Linked DNA regions of Sus scrofa: regions 1 and 2 are each linked to region 3. Evidence: chromatin contacts called from public HiChIP or PLAC-seq data. All regions are on one chromosome and are shown on one strand. The core of a region is the stretch at or near the end of the contact, and the rest is flanking DNA. Distances in the headings are between cores, read along the strand shown. Region 1 holds the start of YWHAE (14-3-3 protein epsilon). Region 2 holds the start of CRK (CRK proto-oncogene, adaptor protein). Region 3 holds the start of SLC43A2 (large neutral amino acids transporter small subunit 4).

Region 1 (4,460 bases), core at 1,437-3,936, 190 kb before region 3:
GACAAAGGTACTACAGGAACAAGAAGAAAAGCCAACATTTATATCCAACTACACCAAGCCAAGTCATTCAAATGCACTCTTCACTTTCCCCATGCCTGATAAATTATTTGCTAACTACAACTATAAAATCACTTTTTGTCACCAGAAACAAAACTGAATTATTATATCCAATAAAGGAGTGGTCACAGGTAGAGGCTGATTCCTAAGGAGTGTCTTCCTCTTCTCCCTTTCCAATGAATCCCTCTCTGTCTTGTACCCAACAGTCACGGACATTCTCTCCAAACTGGTAGATCCTATATTCCCTACCTCCCTTTAGATTCTGAAGGACACTCCTAACGTTTAAACAACCTTAAGAATACGGATCCTGTGCTAAATAATAAGGCCTTTGGTCAAAAATCCTCAAACACTCAAAACCAATACATTATTATCACTAAACTGTCACTTACGTGAAAGCTACAATCATGAACTTCCAAACCACTTTTTAAAACAAGTTCTTAAAAAAAAAAAAAAAAGCTCCCTCCACGTCCTCTTTGGTGATCACAGCCAGAGCCTATAAATCCCTAAAGAACAGAAAGCATTCCGATATAATTTCAAGTTTCCTCCCTAAGGGCATTGGTGTATTAAGAGAGGAACCTATTTGGGACAGGAGGGGGGGAGAAGAGAAAAACTTCCATTCCAAGCACACCTACATTAGTTCGCTTTTCAACAGTGAAATAAAGACAAAACTGACCTTGAGCTGTACTTCCCCATCTTTTCCCCTCCCCCTTTCCACAGGAATCTTGTTCAATACAAATAGCAATTGAAGGATTTACAAAATAGAAGTAGTAACCTTCCTAAATTTGAGTTCGAGGTCTTTTCTAGTAATTTTCAAATTCCTGACTCCTAATGAAGATACGCCAGGACCAGCCCTGAGACTATTCACATGACCAAACAGGCATTCAAGGAAAGCAAGGTCTCCACACGACATTTTGGGGAAAAAAGTGGCTTCATGAAGAAAAATCTATTCATTGACACTTGATTCCAACCCCGTCTTACGCCACAAAAGTATAAAAACCACAAAAAACATACATAGGATTTTTTGTTATGATAATGCCAGTTTAAAAGATGTGGGAGTAATTCACATACCTAGATCCAAAATGGGCGGGGGCAGGAGACCCACAACGAGAGGGGCAATAAAAAAAGCAGCCTAGAACCGACTAAAAAGACACAGTGGCCATTTCGAAGAAGTTCTGAAAAATGACTACAGAGCCTTTAGGGGAAAAGGAGCAAGGAACAAAGAACTGCTCAAATCTGTGCATGAAACCATTTACTTAAAACGGAGAAAAGAAAATAAGATCTACTGGGATTCCTTACGGTCTTAATTCAAAAACCCAAATCTCTGCTGAGTGCTTTGGGATAGGTTAAGTACGATCACGCATTCCAAGCCAAGGAAGGCAACTAAAATACAGTTACTAAACGTTATTTGAAAAAACTTGATTTTCCAACAGGTCTTTCCATTTGTCGTAATGCCGCGTGTAAACAGGAAAGTCGTCATTTTTAAATACTGATAGATTGAGGCACGGGAATAGGAGAGGAACTAAAATTCATCATCTCCTTGTTTCCTGTTCAATGTTCTATCTATCCACCAGAACCCACAGCTTATGAAGCCAGAAAATGATTACCAGGAACTTCGAACTCTGCAGGTTAAGTTTGAGGAAAGGGAGCGTGAGAGAGATTTTTCTAGACCTCCCCAGAACAAGGCGAGGTTGAACGGAAAGCCTAAAAAACCCCACTACAAGGTGTGCTGGTCTACGGGAAGGAAATCCGAACGTAGCATCTCGGCTGGCCTCCGCCCAAGGATGAACTGCAGTGATTCCCACTCTCCCCTCGCTCTCCCCACCCTCATCCGAGACTGCCCCCCACCCCAAACCCAAAGGAGCCCTCCGCTCGCAAGGGTTCTCCTTTGTGAGACTACACAGCCGCCGCCCCACATTGGGCCTCTGGGGAAAAGCCACCGCCCCCACCCGCCATATTTCCCTGAAAGGCGCCCGCGCTCCCGGTCGCCACTCTCCCCCATGTGGCGGGTGTTTCTTCCCTCGTCACGCCACCCAATTGTTCACCACGTCCCAAGAACTGCCCCGAGGCTCCCCTGGGGATTGCTCGCTGGGAGACAGCACCCGCCATCTCCTCCCCCTCCCCCGCCCCGGGACTCGCCCTCCCCCCCAGCCGCCATTTTACAACCAACTCCTCCACCCTAACGCCCCGGCCTCCTGGCTCCCGAGTGTCTGCAGCTGAGAACGCCGAAGGAGTCAAAATCCTGAGTCTGGAGCCTCCTGCGGCTCTGAAAGCCTACAGGCCATTGCCTGCTTCCCAAATCCACCTCCCCGGGCCAGGCTAGGAGACGATGCCGCCATTTTGTCTCCTGGTCCTGGTCTCTGTGGGCGGCGGCAGAGGGTCCTAGAATTCCAGCCCCCCGTTCCCCCCCCAACTCACCGTCATATCGCTCAGCCTGCTCGGCCAGCTTCGCCTGGTACACCAGATCCTCCCGATCATCCATTGCGGCAGCGGCTCCGGCAGGGTCTGCGCGACGGATGGAAGCGGATAGCGTCTCCGACTCTCTCAGCCTCTCGCTCCGCGACCGGGCAGCAAAAATGGCGGCGCCTCAATCCGGGACTTCCGCCTGCGCACGCGGACAACTGCTCAGCTCTATGGCAACCGCTCCCTGGCAACTGGCGCGGGGGGGCGGGTCTGGGAGCTCAGCGCCCGAAGAGGCTGGAACCTACTAGACGCCCCTCCTCCGTGGGCTTAGGGGCGGTTGGAAGCGGGAACTGCGACTGCATAGTGGGAAAGCTCCCCAAGGAAGTGAGGGAAGCCAGGCGAGAGAGTGAACGAAAGAGCTGGACTACGGGCAGAGAAACTAGCGGCAGTAACGATTTTGGTAATGGTAAAGGCAGTCCTGGATCTTACTCAGACCCTTTTAACCCCAGGGTAAAGAGTTGGGCTCTTCTGTAGCCAAATGCGGAACGAGGACTTCACACTTCAGCTTCTTACTTCGCAATCTTTCTTTACTTCTCCTTAAGCCTTCTTTTTCCCCTTGGGCCCACCATGGATCGGTACAGGGAAGTTGTTAGGGGATCCTGGTCTGGAGCACCTAAGGTGCAGGAGAGTAGGAGCAAGATCACATTGCGATCAGGAGGCAGGAAAGGGAAACGACCTGATGTTTGGCTTCCCAGTGGATTCCTAACATCTTGTATTCGTACAGTATGTGTTGCAAGACTGAAGTTCAGGTAATTAGAATATAAGCTGTTTGGTAGTGTCTGCGGTAAATGTGTATTAAAAGGTTGGAACCAAGTTATGAAGAAGCTTGGATGGCATGCTGGGAAGTTTGCGCCTTATTCAGTGGCCACAAGGAAATTATTTTTTGATGATTTTTCATGGTGGATGACACCATCGTTATTCTCTAAAAAGATTATTGTATAGCAGTGATTAAAGAGCAGAATAAATGATCAGGCTATTACAATAATACAGGCAAAAGGTAATATGACCACAATGAAAATAGGAAAGGACAAATGGAGATAGTGCTAAGAGAGAAACTACGAAGAGTTTGTAGTTAATCAGATGTGGGGGGGGGGGATTAAATTGACCTTCTATCTTCCCTACCTAGTCACTAAGAGACTAAATGGTACCATTAACAAAAAAAATAAGAATGCTAGGAAAATTTTCAGATGGAATGCGGAGAAAGACGAGTTCCTTTTATCACAGTTGGTTATAAGGTTCTCAAAGGCTGCCCAAGTAGGAGTTCCCGTCGTGGCTCAGTGGTTAAGGAATCCGACTAGGAACCATGAGGTTTCGGGTTCCATCCCTGACCTTGCCCAGTGGGTTAAGGATCCGGCATTGGAGTGATCTGTGGTGTAGGTCGCAGACGCGGCTCGGATCCCGAGTTGCTGTGGCTCTGGCATAGGCCGGCAGCTACAGCTCCGATTGGACCCCTAGCCTGGGAATCTCCATATGCCGCTGGAAGCGGCCCGATAAATGGCAAAAAAAAAAAAAAAAAAAAGAATGCCCAAGTAGGAGTAATATCCATGGGATTGGAAAAGGGGGACTAACATTCCAAACTGTAGGGACGCTGCAATGGAAGGAGCTAGAGGATCAATTGAGGTAGAAGAGGACAGACACAAACCTTAGAGAATACTTACTTTTAGATGATAGGACAAAGCAGGAGAGCCAGCAAAGGAGCTGGACTATTGAAGGTTTTTTTTTAATTTTTTTTTTCCCTTTGTGATTTCTTTGACTCATGGATTATTTTTTATTTTTTTATTTTTTTGTCTTTTTGCCATTTCTTGGGCCGCTTCTTCGGCATATGGAGGTTCCCAGGCTAGGGGTTGAAACGGAGCTGTAGCCGCCGGTCTACGCCAGAGCCACAGCAACGCGGGATCCGAGCCGTGTCTGCAACCTACACCACAGCTCACAGCAACGCCGGA
Region 2 (4,521 bases), core at 1,419-3,918, 150 kb before region 3:
CTCAGTCATTGACTAGCTGTGTGACCTGGGGCAAGTTACTGAATTTCTGACCCTGTTTCTTTACCTGCAAAATGGAATTTTGCTTTGTTTTGTTTGCTTTTTAGGGCTGCACCCCCAGCATAGGAAGTTCCCAGACTAGGGGTCAAATCAGAGCTGTAGCCACTGGCCTATGCCACAGCCACTGCAACTAGGGATCTGAGTCACAAATAAGACCTACTCCACAGCTCATGGCAAAGCCAGACCCTTAACCCACTGAGCAAGGCCAGATATCAAACTTGCATCCTCATGGATACCAGTAGGGTTTGTAATCCACTTAGCCACAACTGGAACTCCCTAAAATGTAAATATTTTAATAAATGGAAATCACAGTAATTTCCTCACTAGACTGTCATAGACAGTAAACGAGACAAGGCACTAAAGTACTCAGCAAAGTACCTGGCACAGAATGACCAGTCGATAAATGTTAGCTATTAATATTGTATATGCTTAAGTTCAAGAAATTCTTCTGTGTGGTTTCCAAAGAAAAAGAGCTCAATGGGGGCTGGGCAGAACAAAGATTAAGTAATCTTTAAAAAGACGCAACTGAATCAATTGCCCTATGTGGAAAATGGGTACATGGCGGAAAGAACAATTACAATAGCCATGAACTTTCCACACCCCATCCACAAACTCTGGCAATCTTCACCTTCTCTCTTGGGCCAAGGATCTGACCTCCTATCTGTTATGAAAAGGTGGAGCTCAGTATTAAGGTAAGATCTGAGATTAAAGTTCTAACACCAAGATGTGGGGAAAGCTCAAACAAAACTGCCTGCCATTTCCAAATTTTGTAACCAACAAAACACATACACAAACAAAAGGTCAAGAATTGAGTTCCAATGATCATTTGCTGTGTCACTGCCCAGCAACGCAAAACCCCAGACACTAGGAAGGTGGTAAAAACTCGAATACATCCGGTTTAGGGTAAATACATGTTACATACCTATTCCCATCTCAGGTTATAATGTTATAAAACCAATCAGACTGAGAAAGACCTAGGATAATTTGTGGGCTTAAAGATTCCACACTCTTTTTAAAATTGGTATGTGTTAACAAGAGAAACTATTTCATCTTCCCATTTCGGGTCAGAGGGGATAAATCTAAATTAGGATTATTCTAAAAGGGCAAGTCTGCAAAGGGCTAGTTCAGGAGACTTTCAATTCATGTGAGACTAGCCTGAATCTAGTTTCAACTGGTCAGGAGGAAACTGCTTCAGCTTGGTGAGCGTGAAAAGGCACTAAGACCCTAGGTGCTGTTACACAGGTAACAACAGCCTCAGAATTACTCTGTACCTCACAAACTTCAAGTACCAAGTGCATAAATCCTCTTCACACTCCCCAAACAGCCCATGTTATGTATAAGACAGACATATCTAGGAAAATTCAGGCAACAACCCCCAACCTACTGAGCAAGGAGAGACCCTGCAGTATAAGACTGACAATGCTGAAGTCCAAGGAAAAATGAAGTTCCATTCACTTTCAGGGAAGGGATTGTTTCCATTGGCGTATATCTGGTTTATTTCCTGAAAAAAAAAAAAATTCTTTCCTCCACTATTCGCTTTGAAAACTACAACCCCTTAATTGTCAAAGACAGTCGCTGGACACCAGGATCTCCTCGGCACAGTCAGCCGGGCATCAGCTTATTCTGGGCTGGTGACAGGGGACCTTTCTTCTATAACCAAGGCACTTAGCTCACCACCTTCGTCCTCCGCGGGGGAAGAGGACGGTAAAAGTATTTTGGAAAAATGCCCAAGAAAGGAAAAAGCTGACCGGTTTCCTGAGGGTGTCTCCATCCCTCCCGGCCGGTATGCGGTGACTTCCTACCAAAGGCCACCAGGGGAGTATAGCCAAACCCGGCTCTCCAACACTGCAGGAAATGTTTCAAGCCTAAAAAGCCACTTGTAGGATTATCGGATTCATTCCGGGCACCGCTGCCAAGTGATGCCCCCGCAGTGCCAACATCCCCCTCAGCTCTTTGTCCCCACGTTGCCTGGCCCTGCACGGGCGCTAGCCCCACCCTGGGGCCGAAACAGTTCCCCTTCCCCTGGGCTGTCCTCCCAAGTCACACCCAGAGGCCTGGGTCAGCGGCTCCTCCTCCCCCACACACTCCCGCTCGTCCGTGGGAGCGAGCCGGACAGCGGGCTGCCCTCCGGCCACGGTCACTCCAGCCCGCTGCCCAAGTCCCTCGTGGGGGTCAGCTCTCGAGGAGCAGCCGGCTAGGCTGGGGAGTTCGGCGGCCCTAACCCCCGCCCGGGGCCTCCCGTCCCTTCCGTCCCTCACCGGGCGGAGGCTGGGCGGGCGACGGTGGCACTGGCGGGCGCGGGCCGCTGCTGTTGATGATGTAGTGGGAGACGCGCGAGTTCTCGGAGACGCTGAGCACATAGTCCCCGGGGCTGGTGCTCGAGTCCCGCACCAGGAACACCCCGTGCCGCTGGCCCTGCAACAGCGCCACCGCCTCCTGCCGGCTCAGCCGCCCCCAGTACCAGCTACTCCGCTCCTCCGAGTCGAAGTTGCCCGCCATGGCCGACTCCGCGCCTACACGCTGGGCCGCCGCCGCCGCGCGCGCCCCTCCAGTCCCGGCGCCCGCCGCCCAGCGGACCGGCTCGGGTCTCCGCTTCACAGCAGCGCCTGAAATGGCGGCGGCGGCCGCGGGCCTTCCCCACCGGAAATGACGTACTCCCTGCCTCCGGGAGGATGCCGGGAAGGGGACTGCCGCCCGCCATTGGGAGAAGGGCAAGGGGCGGCTCGCGCGCTCACTGCGCATGCGGACTCTTGGGCGTCGCCGCCTGGTGGGGACAGGGACTGCAGAGAGTGGAGAGGCGGCGTCTAGGGCCGAGGGGCGGGGCCTCAACTAGCAGTCCGCAGAAGTTTGTCTGTGCGCTGTTGGCCACGCGGTTCTGGCTAGTCCAGGCTTCAATTTCCTGGAAGGCCCGGTGCTTCTGGGCAGCAACTAGGAGACAGAATTGGAGTAGAAAAGGTGATGTGGCCTCAGGGCCTGAGTTCCCTGAGACGAATATTTTCTGAATATTTTCAGATCTGTTAAGCTCTTGTTTTCACTGATTCATTCAGCAAACAGTTGACACCACGTTTGCCTTTCGGTCGCAGAGGTCATCTAGGCTGGGCCCTTCCCTCGGGGAATTCTCAGACCCCGTGGGAGGAACCAGGAAACAGGCCATGACGAAGGGATGCCAAGCCATTTGATGGGGGTAAGGACAAGGGGCTCTAGGAACATAGAGCAGGGCCCCCTAATCCATGCTTTAGAGGAACCCAAGAGTACTTCCCAGTGGCTTGAGCTGAATATTGAATGGCAGTTGGGGAAAAGCATTCAAGACAAAGGGACCAGAGTGTGCCAAGTCAAGGAGACATATGGAGTCCTCTCTGTTGAGGCTTTCAAGTCATCTGCCCAGATTCTCTAAGTCTGGCCTTGGATATCCTCTACTCTCCCTGCCGTCACGATCACTGCTATCTCTATATTCCATATCTATATCTGTATTCCTATGACAGCCTGTCTCTGGTATTCTATAGTCTTGCTGCCCCTAATTGCATAGCACACATCTGCCAAGTTGTATTTTTCTCAATTATAGCTCTGAGTGTGCTGCTACCCTGTGTAAAACTTTTAACAGTCTCCAGGTGTTAGAACTCCCAGGTTATCTCTCTTATGGTTCTACCTGTTGTATTACCCATTGTATTGTAATCTTTCGATTTACAAGTCCGTGTTCCATGCTAGATCTCCTCAAAGGCTAGGCATCAAGTGTAGGAGGCACTCCATAATTGCCTCATAAGAATAACTAACACTTATTTAGGGAATTTTACCTGCCAGGCATAGTGCTAACTGCCCTTAGGTAGGTCTCTCATTTAATCTTCTCAACCTTCTGGATTGGTATTTTACAACTATTCCCATTTTACAGATGAAGCTCAGAAGTTTGGTAACTTGTCCTGGGACACATGGCTGCTGAGTTGGGAACTGAGATTCAAATCCTGGAATGAGGCGATCCCATCGTGGCGCAGCGGAAAGGAATCTGACTAGGAACCATGAGGTTGCGGGTTCGCTCCTGGCCCCGCTCAGTGGGTTTAGGATCCTGGCATTGCCGTGAGCTGTGGTGTAGGTCGGAAGACATGGCTCGGATCTGGCGTTGCCATGGCTGTGGCGTAGACCGGCAGCTATAGCTCCGATTCAACTTCTAGCCTGGGAACCTCCACATGCCACAAATGTGGCCCTAAAAAGCAAAAAAAAAAAAAAAAAAAAAGGAAAAAAGAAAAAGAAAAAACAAATCCTAGAAAGAAAAGAGCTCTCTGGTCACACTTCTATATCCTCAGACTTCTGGGATAGCAATGGCAGGAGATGAGGGGTGGGGGAAATATGGCAGAAATAGACTTCCCCCCCTTTTCTAAATATTCATTTAGAAAGTCATTTTAAAAAAATCAGTCAGCCCTGGGTTTTATGGCCTTACATGAATAACGCACCTCTTCCGGACCCACTTCACAC
Region 3 (4,847 bases), core at 1,789-4,288:
CGTCGGCACAATCGCCGGGGCTCCTCCCACTCTCGTGAAGGAAGAAGCCAAGGTTGAGGCAGGACTGAAGTGACCAGCCCCAGCGCTGCCAAGACCATGAAACAAATTAAATCAGTGAACAATGTGGGAGAAAAAAAAAAACAAACAAACCCCAAGAAGTTGACCTTCTGACACAAGGCGAGGTCAGGGGGAAAAAAAAAAAAAAAGGACCCACGACAGTCCTCCCGTCTGGACAAGATGCTAAAAGCTCCATCTGGGGATGATGCTTCTGGCTATTTTTTAACCTCTCCGGGGAGCCTGAAAGACTCCATCAGAGGCAGAGGCAAGCAGAAAGGGTCACGATCGCCAAGGGAGGGGGAGAGGAGGCGCCACACACTCTAACCTGTCCCTTCCCCAGAGTCGCTAATCTCACATCTCTCGGGCAGAGCAGAAAGCTTGTTCAAGGAACAAGGTCTGAGTGACTCTCCCATATCCCAAGATTTCTTGCTGATGTGGGGAAAGATCTGCCAAGAACCCTCAGGCTATTAGGAAATATTTCTGAGTGGCTAAAGGCTAAAGGTTATAAATGATATACGCTCTGCCCTCTCTCAGGCGGCCTCAGTGTCCCCTCCCTTTCTGCTGTCCTTAACCTCTCCCAGGGCAGCTTCCCTAGAGACTGGAAAGCTCAGGAATCTCCTGGGAAGATCAGAGCAGGGCAACAGAGAGGATTACAGGCAGCACGAGATGGTCCCAAACTTCCCCTTCCCCCAACATCTGGGCTCTGGGGGAAAAAGGCTCGCCAGTGGGGCCATTCAGGGGGTCAGGCCTGGGCTGTCTCCAACGAAGGGGACTTGGGCAGGGGCTGGCTGAAAAAGGTCCTGGGCAGAGAGACATTACTGAGCTCAACCATTAGGGAGCCACTGTTGGGGGGCAGTGAGGGGGCAGAGGGCAACATGTCCTATCAAGGTTGCCTAGGAAGAGGGGTTAGAAGGGTCGAGATTGGGAGCCACTTGGATCCCACAGTTAGGGTGAATCCACTGACCTTCAGCAACCAGGATCTTTAAACAAGGTCAGGGGCGTGAAGGTAGGGGTGGGGTTTAGATTTCCGGTAGACAAGCATCCCCAGCCTTCATTCAACAACGCCCACATGTGGCAAAGGGTGAGGACAGGCTTAGTGTCATTTCCATAAATACCCCCCCTTCCCCTCCCCCCCCACGGAGGGAGAAGGCCACTGAGACGTTCTCACAGCCTGTGGGAGGAAATGTCCTTTGGAAAATCGTAAAGCAGCAAAAATAGACAAGAAATTGTATCTGACAAGCCCTTAAGAGACTCCATAATGGCCCGACTGAAAAACATCTAGATTCTAGATGAACCTTCCCTGGGGTGGAGGCCAAGCCACTTCCTCTCTCTTGCTGCACCCCAGCCACTGAGTCAGGAGTTCCTCTTTCTTACAGTCCGAGAGCAACATGTTTACTGCAAGGCCAGCGGTGTGCCAGGCCCTGGGAGGAGAGGAGCCTCGTCATGTTCTCAGGTGATGGAAAGAACACCCTGGACTCGGGGATTCTGGAACTATCACAGGCCCCAGCTGTGTGGCCTCAGGCAAGCCTGAGCCTGAGTTCCTTCAAAAAGGGATAGCGCTATCTATGTACCCAGCAGTGCTGAGTTAGGATCAAATGGGCCTTTTGCGAACTAGGAGGTGCTGCGCAGTGAGGTGGTCTCGCTGGCTAGATCTACACCGCCAATCCGCCGTCACCCGAAGCCCCCACTCCGGGACCCACCGCGAGCCCGCGAGCCCGTGCGCCCGTCTTACCTGGCTCAGAACACAGGTAGGAGTAAAAGCCCTCCGACTTGAGCATGATCAGCAGCGAACCCCAGCCCAGGAGGACTGCCGAGAAGAGGAGGTTTTCCAACACGGCGGTGCAGGCCATCCACCAGCGGCGCCGATGGGCTGTGGCCAGGGTGGGCGCCATGGCTCGGCGCGGCGGCCCGGCTGCGGCTCGGGCTCGGGCTCGGGCTCCGGCTCTGCAGGCACCTGCGCAGAGATTTAGCCGTCAGCGCTCGGCTCGGCCGACCAGAGGCTGCCAACCCGGGCCGCTGCCGCAGCGCGCGGAGCTTGTCACCCCTCTGCGCCCAGGAGGCAAGAGCGCGCAGCGAATGAAACCCCAGCCCTGTCCCCCTGGTGTCCTCTGGGCCACCCTCTCCGCCGCTGGCTTTTCCGCCGGCCCGCAGTTCCGGGAGACCTGCTCGGACCAAGCAGGGAGATTTCCTCCGCGGCTCAATCGGAGGGAAACTGAGGCATGGAAACTAGAAGGGACTAACGTCTGCTTAGGGACATGGAATTGGCCCTGGCTCCCATCAGGATTGACACAGGTTGGGGGCTGACAGGGGAGGCAGTTAGAGGTCCGAATACTTGGGAAAGGGCATACCTGCGGGCTGCCACTCCCTGGGACCCTCACCGGCGCCCGCCCGCACAGGAGACCCTTTCCCAGACCCTGCTCCCTTAACCACAAAATCCGCGCACACAGCTCCGAAACGGCCCGCCCACGGCCCGCTCATTGGCCTGTCGGCACAGGAACTGCATTGCCATTGGCTGTTGTCTAGGTCGCTAGGCGCTGCGGCCACGCGAACCCCGCATGGGAGAGGCGAAGCCGGTTCAAACCGGCGGCGCGAGCCACCCGCGCGACCCCTGGCCTGGGCCGTTTCCTTGGCAATTAGTTCGTTCTAAGGAAGTGGGATCCCATCTCTCCATCCCCCTGCTCCCGTCTCGATTCGTCATCTCTTTCCTGCTGGCTCCTCATCCATTCAGTGTCTCTCCTTTCATATGCACACGTCTTCTCCCTACCCCCTTACTCTTGAGCCTTCTACCCGCCAGCTACCTCGCCCGGAGCCCAGGTCCCCAGAATCCAGCTCACCCAGCTCACCCAGCTCCTACTGGTGTGTATCGGGCCCGGCCGGCGCCTTTTCTGCCCCCCTTTTATTCCAGCCCTTTTATTCTGACCCTAAGATGAAAACACTGCCGCGCGCTGATTGGCTGAGTGGGGCTGGAAACAGGCGTTAACCAATCAGCACCCACCCGCCCGCCCCGCCGCGAGCAGAAGCCGGTTCCGGCCGGACTAGGAGACAAACAAGAGAGCTGGGGGCGGGGGGGTGCCGGGGGGCAGCGTCGGCCCGAGTTTTTGCTCGGCTGCCTTAGAGAGTAGTCACCGCCCGTCCGGGAACCCCCAACGCCATTGCCTCATCGCCCCTCCAGAGGCTCACCCCGAAGCTCTGTCTCTCGATTGGGTCCCCTGCTCCGCGTTTCGGCGCCCCCGGACTTCCCCAGTTGCACGCTGGTCCCCCTCGCGCACTACTTTGGGCTCCAGCATTCAGCCTGGCTCCCGCGCTCTGCTCTGCTCTGGCCGGCTGCGTCGTCCCCAGTTTCCCCGCTGCCTTGGGCACCACGCGGATGCTCTGGCTCCACTTCGGTCCTTCCACTCTCGCCATCTCCACTGCCTCCTTCCCATGCACCGCTGCTTTCCTAGCTGCTTTGGGCTTTGTGTCCTGATTTTTTGCTTTCTTGCTGCCGGCAACTCCCATCTAGGTTCTGTCTGCACATCCCACATCCCCGGACATCTGTGCAAGCATGGAGTGACTCTCTCCTAATTCACCGACCCCCCTTATGGGTGCCATCTGCCCGATCCCTCAGGGATCCCCAAGTGGGAGTTGGGGGCTTGTCTGCCTCCTAAGTTACTATTTCCTCAGGTACCCCATCCAGACTCTGACCACTCCCCCCACCACCCCATTTTTCGTTCTCCTTGGTCCCCTCGGGGGCTCCCACCAGAACAGTCATCTTGGTGCTCCCTGCCCGAGTTGCCCACTCCATTCCCACTGCCCTGCGCCACCTCCATCCCCTTACGCCCTGTTCCCTGACATCTTCAGGTTAGGGCCCTTTCTGCAGGGTTTCGGGGTGGGCAATGCCAAGCTGCCAACACAAGTCAGGACTCTGGGAGAGCACGTAGGGTCGGGAGGGTTCCAGGTTCCCGGTCTGATCAGAGACCTGGACATGCCCGAGGAACAGCCAGGGCAAGAGAGGGGGAGCCTGGGCTCTGGAGGTTCAGCTGCATTTGGAGGTTCTCCCCCATTTCAGGCACTGGCCCGACCTCCGTGGGCCGTTGGTGTCCCCGATTCGGCTCTTAGATTCATATTTGGGTTCTCAGATTCGGGTCTTCTTGGCAAGCTCCGGGAGCCTGGCTTATCACACCAGGGCTGTGGCAGCCCCAGCAGCATCCTGCTTCACATCCCCGAGACCGAGGGCGCCCCCTGCTGCCCTGAACCTACCGCTGGCAACCTTGCTCAAAGCACACCTGGCATTGTGGGCTTGGGGGTTCCTGGTTAGTCAACTATCCTGTTACGACACCCTGAAGAGCTGCATCGCCTCAGAGGGTTGCAGCTGTCACTTGACAGACTTCAGTCTTCCCCTCCCTCCATCCTAGAGCCACCTGCTTGAGGGCTGTCTCCAGGCAGTTGTTCCATACACATTTCTATAACATTTCAAACACCTCTCTAAAATAGTTCACTTCCCCCCTCCGTGGCAAACTGTTCCTCCCATTCTTTTACAGATAATGGCACCACTACCCTCTGAACTTGGATACCGTGAACCATCCCGTCAGCATCCCGGTACCTGCTGTTATTCTCCCTCTCCTTCCCCCCACAATCCCTGTCTCCTAAGTGGTTCTCTAATTTGCCCATGTCTGTCCCTAGCACTGCATCTGCTGTTCCTCCAGCCTCCAATCTCAGCCACTCAAATCCATCTCTCCACCCCACTCCATCTCAGTGAATGATGGGAAATGCAAAGCTAACCTTGGTAAATCAGCCCTCTGCTAAAATCC

What was found. HiChIP or PLAC-seq counts read pairs in DNA pulled down with a chosen protein or histone mark.
Region 1: an H3K27ac HiChIP or PLAC-seq map of alveolar macrophages shows a contact between it and region 3. The contact joins the promoter of YWHAE here to the promoter of SLC43A2 in region 3. A contact is called at or near these places in 1 of 47 Hi-C or Micro-C datasets (skeletal muscle) and 1 of 2 datasets of contacts at active chromatin or transcription factors (alveolar macrophages).
Region 2: a contact with region 3 is called in an H3K27ac HiChIP or PLAC-seq map of alveolar macrophages. The contact joins the promoter of CRK here to the promoter of SLC43A2 in region 3. A contact is called at or near these places in 2 of 47 Hi-C or Micro-C datasets (epiblast stem cells and skeletal muscle) and 2 of 2 datasets of contacts at active chromatin or transcription factors (alveolar macrophages and skeletal muscle).

What each region holds. Positions count from the first base shown.
Region 1 is chr12:47,642,641-47,647,100 of Sscrofa11.1, forward strand. It overlaps YWHAE (14-3-3 protein epsilon), which reads right to left and starts at 2,687. Exons shown (of 7, transcript XM_021067552.1): 1 at 2,473-2,687. The coding sequence starts at 2,536.
Region 2 is chr12:47,682,924-47,687,444 of Sscrofa11.1, forward strand. CRK (CRK proto-oncogene, adaptor protein) reads right to left here and starts at 2,669. Exons shown (of 3, transcript NM_001137636.2): 1 at 2,316-2,669. The coding sequence starts at 2,556. It overlaps LOC110255905, which reads right to left. Exons shown (of 3, transcript XM_021066311.1): 3 at 2,789-2,985. The coding sequence ends at 2,789.
Region 3 is chr12:47,836,089-47,840,935 of Sscrofa11.1, forward strand. SLC43A2 (large neutral amino acids transporter small subunit 4) reads right to left here and starts at 3,039. Exons shown (of 15, transcript XM_013990000.2): 1 at 2,901-3,039; 2 at 1,790-2,011. The coding sequence starts at 1,949.